Regions from separate parts of the Gossypium raimondii genome. Here region 1 is linked to region 2. Evidence: chromatin contacts called from public Hi-C data. All regions are on one chromosome and are shown on one strand. The core of a region is the stretch at or near the end of the contact, and the rest is flanking DNA. Distances in the headings are between cores, read along the strand shown.

Region 1 (4,220 bases), core at 146-2,645, 200 kb before region 2:
CCCTATCGTATGCACTGCCACAAACAATGACGGAAAACTTTCTTAAAACTTCTATTTGTTTTTCTTTTTTGCTTTGAAAAACAGAAAAAAAAGGTTAAAACTTGAGGACTTACCGAGCAGCTGCATGTGCTGTGTCGAATCCACCTATATATAATCAAAGCCGATGAGAAGAAAAAGACCCAACTTATCTAACTCACAAAACATTAAATTGCAAAAACAAAATCTGTCTCAAAATGTATTTTTAAAAAAAAGAAAAAATAGCCATACCTAAGTAAACTTGCTTTCCACAATCCCTGTACGTTAAATGACAAACCCAAAGAAAAAAAAAGGCTTAAATTCTGATTGGCTCGAGGGAAAAAAAACAAGAAAATTCAAAGCTTTGTTAGAAAAAAAATAAACAGAAATTAACAAACCAGATATGAGACTCCCATCTGCCAGTTCTTCTATAAAAGGTAACTCCTCTATATTGAGAGCTTCTTGACCTGGGTCCTCTCCTGCTTTTCTTCATGGGCTGAGAAACTTCAACAGATTTAGCATGGGGGAGTGGCTCCGATTGACAGAATTTGACACCAACCCAGTGAGCACGAGGGAACCCTGGTCCACTTCCGACACAGTTGGCGCCCATTTCCGGGTCTTGATCCAGCGGGAAAAACTGACGGGTCACTGGAGCCGGATCACTGTTCTCCGTGAAAACTTCTTCACCAGGCACCGGGAACCCAAAAATCATCTTGTTGCTTCGCTTCTTTAAAGCTGCTTTAACCCTCTCTCCCTCTTCTTCTTCCGATCCATCCTCCACCACCACAGCTGACGAGCTTGAATTCGAAACGGATCCGACCCGTTTACCCTTATCTTCATCTCCATCTACAGAAGTTTTCTGTGATGAACACCCCTCGGATTCATCGTCTCTAGGTTGCTGATAAGGAGAGTCATTAAGATCCCACATTTTCCCGCCTCTCTTTTCACAACTTCCCCTACTTATAATCTTGATGAAACTTAATATGTATCCTTCAAAAGAGAACAACTTAAAAATTCACGATCACCATCTTCTCTTAGAAGTAATCAAAAAGAAGAAGAAAAAAACCAGAGAACTCAGAGAGAGAGAGACAGAGAGAGAGAGCTAAAACTGTCTCTTTTATCTCTTTTTCTCTTTATATATAAAGGTGGAACAAATAAATGAGTAATAAAAGAAAAAGAAAACCTAGGAGAGTTGTGAGTTAGCTAAAAGGTAGTATAGCTAGGAAGGCAAGGGAGAGGAGAGGTTAGCTTAAGTTAGAATATCTTCTATAAACCTGACTGCCCAATACAGCATAGACGAGGCCAGTTTGAGCTAAGCATCCACAATCTCCTTTATTAGTAGTTTTCTTTTATTTTTTTTCTTCTCTCTCTTAGCTTTTGTTTTTCTTTTTTTGTACTTTTACTTTCTCTGATAAATGAATGAATGAAAGAAATTTGTTTTTGTTTCTAAATAAGTTCAATTTTTCTTTTCAGGCTCTGTTTTTAAAAACCAATATTGAAAAATCAATGAAATTTGGTGATTAGAGTAGAAGAAGAAGTTGTGAAATTTTAAATTCTTTGGTTTAAACCTACAAAAGGTAAATTTCGTTGGTTTTATTTAAATTTAGAAATTAGCATAAAACAAAAGCAAAGTCTAAATATGTTGTTATATTCAGAACAGAGGAATAGCAACCGGATTAGTCAAATAGTTCCATATGCTTTGACAAATCTAGTTTTACTTTTACCGTAAAAATATATATAAGAATGGTTAAAAAGAAAAAGGGCAAGTTAAAATTAAAAAAAAAAAAAAAGGTGAAGTAGAAGAAAAGGAAGGAGCGTTTGGAAACATAAAAGGAAATGAGAATAATGTTAGGAAAAGGAAAAACTTTCCAGAAAAGTCCCATCCAAGAGTACGGGAAGAGGCCCATCTTTCCCTCTTTCCTTCCATTATCTCACCAATGGATTGCCCCTCCTATTTTCTTTTTACCCTTTTCTCCTTCTTCACTCGCTTACCTTTCGCGCGTCTCTTCTACTTCCCCTTCCCCTTCCCCTCCGCTTCTCTTTTCTTTTTCTGTTTTTACCAACGCTTGTCCTTTACTTACAAATGGAAGTGAAAAATGCTTTCGCTAGGGTTAATGACTAATGGAAGAGAGTGAAATTTTGATGCAAACATGGTCGCATCCTTTGCTTGAGATTTATTAGTATGTCGATATTTCACCAATATTTTTATTTGATTCAACATCGGTAAATATCATTTTCAATCATTTTTTGGAGACAACTTCTTACCTTCTATTTTAATAAAATTGTCGCATTTTGATTTTTGATAGTTAGAATTAATACTTTTAATGATTTATTATTAATTTTCTATAAAATGCATTTCAAAATTTTTCAACCAATGGATTGAAATAATTTAATAAGAGTGATTCAAACCATTATAATAAGATAAAGGCCTAGCAATATCATATCTTTTGGTATAAAGCATCGGAAGATTAAGTACTTTTGCTAATGCTACTATAACTTTATCATTGTTACTTTACAAAAATATTTCAAAAGCGAAGATGTTTATGTATATTGGTAATACCTTATTCAGAGATGAATCCATGAAATAAGTCTTAAGCAAAATACTAATTCAAGCTCAACCAATTCTAAAATTATTGTACCTTTAATCTCGTACATTTAAAGTGAATTCTCTCACTAAACATGTTATTCCTACTTAGAACAAACTAAGCTACAAAATAATAACTCAATAAACATATGATTTTGTACTCAAAGAAAGGTTCCTAAAAAAACATATTTGTCCTCACTCAATGCACCAAATAAAGAAGGATGAATGACCTTTTAATAAGTCATTAGTGTTGGAGTGTGCCCAAAGATCAATCATGTGATGATTGTAATAACATATTTTTACATAATTTATTAATAAAGGTATTTCCATTATTGTTTTCAGTACTTATTTATGTGGTTAAATAAACTGTATAATGATAATATCCAAAGAATGATGTAATCATTCTTAAATGTCCTCAGTCAAGTATTATTGTAACACCCCTCACCCGACCTGATCGTTGAGTTCGAGTTGTAGGATGCTATATTCGTTGCTAGAGTAACTTAAAATTTTTTTACAACATTCAACCAATCACATAAGCAAACAAGTGTTATCCATATTATAAACATGTGTCACAATCATTTCTAGGTCCCATACGAGCTTACAAAAGCTCTTTTGTTAACCCAAGCATGAATTAGGACTAAATTGTAAGATTTTGAACTTCTTGGATCAACATTGTGACTTCACAATCTCCACGTTGTGACATTGCCAACTCAATAAGTCACATCGCGACTTCATGCATATCGACATCGCGACGTCACTCACTTTCGACCTACGTTGTGATGTTCAAAGTTAGTAGTCATGACGAGGCCCCTGTTTTTGGAAAAAATATCATTTGGTTCCAATTTAATAATCTATAACATAACCTAAATGATTCATACATCCTTTTTACAATAAAAAAAATATCTCAATTTTACACCATTTCATATCAATAAGATCACATAGCCATTTCAATCAAGCATTGATTATGTCAATTATGACAAAATCATCTAATGAGTTCCAACTCACCTTTACACCTAAACATACCAATTCTAGCTTATATATCAACTTATTATACCTTAACTACATTACTTTTCAACCCTTAACTTAGCAATTCATGCAAATTCATGATCACCCTCTTTAATAACATCAAACATAGCTAAACATGCATCATCTAAGTCATTTATTAACTTAACATCCAAAATCAAGCATCAACTTTGTCACATGGCAAACTAGAAAGTGCAAACACAAACATTACCAAAACCATTTTCTTGATACATACATCATGTTCACAATTTAAGTGACATATTGGTCCTATATACATGCCATAACACTTTAACAAAAAATAAGAATAACTCTATCGATTTGATGATAGTGTGAATTTCTCTGCGATCCGACTCGGGAGTTTCATAAGGTGACGATCTACAAGGTAGAGGAAACAGCTAAGTTAAGCATTAAGAATGCTTAGTAAGTTCAAATGAAAGATACTATACTTACCTTAATATTATGCAAGTACAAATGTAACCTTAATTTGGTATATTGTTGTCTAGTACAAGGCATTCAAACAACACAAATATAAGTTTATAACACTGTCTATGATCATCAATAGTACACGTGACTTAAGCATATCAATTTACAATACTTT
Region 2 (4,383 bases), core at 1,596-4,095:
AATGCCGTAAGCATCCCACACCACAGTCCCCAATCCAACTTCCCTTGTTGATGCATCAAAGGCGGCATCCATTTTAACCTTCATTGTGGCATCAAGAGGGGCTGCCAATATTTGATCCTTGGCTCTTTCGGCAACATAGGCCTATGCAGTCGAAAGTCATGGTGCAATCCGTGCGCATAGTCCAAGGCTAAGGAGAGGTCCTCCACCCCTCAACAATCTCATTATTCTGCACTATTCGAAGGTATCACGTTAAGACTAGCAAGCTTGTAAAAGCTTCTTTGTCAAGCAACCTCCTCATAGACTTGAGGCAATCAATACTACTAGTCACATCAACATGCAACAAAGCATCATTAATACCAATTAAGGGTAGGTTTGAATGTTAATTAAGTGCAGGGTGGTGTATTTATTTTATTTTTCGTCTCATGCTATAATATTTGTCACCGCTATTTTTATACTAGCCGCATGTAAACCGACCTTAAAATAGGGGTTTTATGAAAAACCTGACAATCTCGAATGGCATGAAAAGTTGTCTCTGAATAGACGCAAATTTAGGTGGCTGGCAATCCCCTTAAATCTTATGAAATTTCTTTTAAGCCTCTTTAGGTTTAAAAAATTTTATTTTGATTTTATAGTTAGTGTTGAAAAAAGAGGACAAAGTTGTGTTTGGCCCCAAAGTATATCAAAGATTTTTTTTTTTTAAAAATTAAAATTTTTTATAAAATATATAAGTTTTGTGATAAAAATATATGGGCTCCCCACTCCTGATCAACAATTCTGACTTTGTCCCTTTTATCTGAAGGTGCTCCACATCTTTGACACTTAAAATCACTCGACCTAAGCATGATAACCGGAATAGACAGAAATTGTTGAACATCACAGTTGGCAAATGCGTTCATAAGAAAGATGAATCGATTTTGGTGGTTTTTATTATGTGGGATTGTTCTGTGGTGGGCCGAGGCCTTGTTTATTTGTTTTTTGGTTGCCTTGGACCGTTGTCGCAGGGTCCTTATGAATGAAGAGTAAAGAAGATTTCAAATTTTTCTTTCGTCTTGAATTATTATTAGTTTTTTTTTTGTAATGTTATAATTGAAGGAGGGATATAATAAGCAGACATTAAATCTTGAAAAATCAGCACTAAACTTTAACCATTTGTTTCAGTATATTTGATTTAATCTTTTTCAACATTACTTTGCGCCTCTGAGCTTCACCTCTAAAATTTAGCTTCTGGTTAAGCACCCCAGTTTGCAGAATTAGAGGGTTTCCTTTTAGATTGTGTTTTGGATGAAAAATTTTGATAATTTTAAAATGTTCATTAACTCTTTGCATTTTGTTTGGATAATAATTTATTGGAATATTACGAATTAAAAATAATAATTAATATGGATATCATTATATTAGTAAAATTATAAATAATTTTAATAAAATAAGTTTTAAAAATTATATATTATAATTAAATAAAAATTATTTTTGAAGTTTAAGTTTTTTATCTTATAGTGGAACCATTTGTATTAAAAAATTAAAATTACGATGACTTTTGAAAAACCACTTCTTTTAAGAAAGAAATTTGAGCTGTTAAAATCTCTATTGAAACTATTCACAAATTTTAAAATTCTTCAATACATTTTCTTAAATAAATAAAGGATTTTGAAAAATTTAATCCTAATAAAATTCCTCGTATAAATCTCGCATTTGATGGAATTAATATTTATATTATTAAAAAATATAAGATGGTCCTGATGAAGAAGAGTAGCTGTAGAAGGGTACAACTTGGGCTCAATTTCTCCCTTATGCTAAGCTATTAAGTTAAAGGTTGGCGTAGGCACACACCCAAAATTAGATTGAGCCCAATTCCTCTTAATTAAAAATTATTGTTCTTACTTAACTAGGGAATAGGACTGCCAACAAATTAAGTCCGAGTACTTATCAAATTAAGTGTAAATATTTTTACCCTTTCTCTAACTGCAAACATCAAAAATAAAATTCAAAACAAAAATGATGGTTAAGCTGTCAATCAGGAAAATTGAAAAAGGCTGGTGGTGATGCCATAATTGCTATGTTGCTCTTGGATTAATTGAAACAGACATTAGGGTCTTCACACTCGGTTTGGGAGCTTTGTTGTTTATCTGCATTATAATTAAATTGAAAGATATTCTGGATTTACAATATCCAATGTTAGAAGTAAGAAATTGGATTTGTGTTTAGTGAAACGAGCATCCAACCCCAATAAGAACAAGACTCTTGTTCATACCAAATTTAGTTGCATAGGAAAAGTGGAGGTTGGCGGAAAATATAATCATACCACACAACTTACAATAACCTGTCTCTTGAATTAAGCCTAAACCACCAATTACGAGGGAGCAATGGAGGTGTTTGGACATGCCTAAAAGTTTTCAATCAATTTATACCTAAATATAATTTATAAAATTCAAATGAATAATTTCTGCCCCTCGTCCCTTCCTCGACGACGGCACCCACTACCAGAGGCAAAAGCGATATGGCCACACCTATTCCACGTCCACCAAGCTACTAGCCACCACCATCTCCATCTTTATCTTATATGGTTCTGTCCGACGCCGACGCACCTGTTCGACTTTTTTAATAGTCCTGGTCTATAGGCAATAGTTGTTTTTAATAAGTTGTTATGATTCCCATTATTTTTAGGAGTTCGTTTTGCTTTTTACGGTAATTGTATAGCCTATTTAAAGAGGCTATTTGCTTCCTGAATAACATAGAATTTTTCTTCTCAAGATTATTTTCTTTGATCTACTGCTCACACAACAGTGGTATCAGAGCCAGGTTTATTAACGATAAACAATAGTTTTTCCCCTCCTTTATTCAACAGAAATGGCCTCCGATAGTTTTGTGCAACCACCAATTTCTCGCTTCGATGGTCACTACGATTATTGGAGTATGTTGATGGAAAATTTTCTCCGATCCAAGGAGTATTGGCAAGTTGTCTCTATTGGAATTCCGGAGTTGGCAGCAACAATGGATGCACATCGACTAGAAATTAACGCTTTGAAATTGAAAGATCTTAAGGCAAAGAATTGTCTTTTTTAAGCAATTGATCGTTCAACCTTGGAGACCATCCTTTGCAAAGATACGTCAAAGGATATTTGGGATTCGATGAAAAAGAAATTCCAGGGATCAACTAGAGCAAGGAGGCAGCAGCTTCAGGCACTTCGCTCAGAGTTTGAACTTCATCGGATGCAATTTGGGGAGACCATTTCTGATTTTTTCTCAAGAACGATGGTTATCATCAGCAAGATGAGAACATTTGGAGAGAAATTAGAGGATGTGGTTGTAGTCGAAAAAATTCTTCGCTCATTGACACCAAATTTCAATTACGTGGTATGTTCCATTGAGGAATCAGAAGATATTGATTTTTTATCCATTGATGAATTGCAAGGTTCTTTACTGGTTCATGAAAGAAAATTGCAGTAGCAAGATAATGCAGAGTTAGCATTAAAAGTTTCATCAGATCATTTGGTTAAACGCAATGGAGGACGCAGATCGAATGGCCACAATGACAAAAGTCGAGGCAGAGGTCGTAGCAGAGGTCGTGGTAGAGGAAACTATGGTTATCGACAGAATTCAGGAAACCAATCTCAGGAAAGAGGGAGAAGACATGGCGGTTACCGAACACAGTCAGCAGACAAATCAAATGTTGAGTGCTATCGTTGTCACAAGTATGGTCACTACAAATCAGAATGCTGGACCACTTTCTTAGATACACATGGGGAAGAACCCAATTTTATTGGAAAAGAAGGTGAGCAAGATGAAGAGATATCATTGTTGATGGTATGTCATGCAAAAGAACCTACCAACAAGCATTTGTGGTATTTAGACACCGGATGCAGTAATCACATGAGTGGAGATAAGTCAATTTTTTCAACTCTTGATGAATCATTCAGAGATAATGTGAAGTTTGGCAATGATATGAAGATCTCTGTGATGGGTAAAGGGCAGGTAACTATTCTAAATAAAAGGAATGTTACTCAAATCATTTCTAATATTCTTTATGTCCTAGATTTAAAGACCAATTTGTTAAGTATTGGTCAGTTGCAAGAGAGTGGTTACGAGATCAAAATTAAAAATGGGATGTATCGAGTTCAAGATAGAAAATCAGGATGCTCAAGTTGCAATGACAACAAATCGGATGTTTTCGATCTACCTCAATCCTTTTAGTCAGTTATGTTTTGCAGCAAACTTATTAGATCCAATGCAGCTATGGCATTTTCGTTACGGTCATCTCGATTTTGGAGGCTTACAAACGCTTCAGCGGAAAAACATGGTAGCTGGTCTCCCACAATTTTCTTGTCTTGCATATGTATACGAGGAATGTGTGCTCAGTAAGCAACATCGAGAACCATTTCCAAAAGG

Evidence for each region. A called contact is a pair of places that touch in the nucleus more often than the background predicts.
Region 1: a Hi-C map of leaf shows a contact between it and region 2, with 2.2 times the contacts expected there. The contact joins the promoter of LOC105803941 here to the promoter of LOC128034806 in region 2. A contact is called at or near these places in 2 of 2 Hi-C or Micro-C datasets (both in leaf).

Annotation. Positions count from the first base shown.
Region 1 is chr11:39,410,799-39,415,018 of ASM2569854v1, reverse strand. It overlaps LOC105803941 (floral homeotic protein APETALA 2), which reads right to left and starts at 1,395. Exons shown (of 10, transcript XM_052624161.1): 1 at 414-1,395; 2 at 268-293; 3 at 114-144; 4 at 1-14. The coding sequence starts at 943.
Region 2 is chr11:39,215,870-39,220,252 of ASM2569854v1, reverse strand. It overlaps LOC128034806, which reads left to right and starts at 2,845. Exons shown (of 4, transcript XM_052623646.1): 1 at 2,845-3,039; 2 at 3,145-3,351; 3 at 3,445-3,969; 4 at 4,229-4,383. The coding sequence starts at 2,845.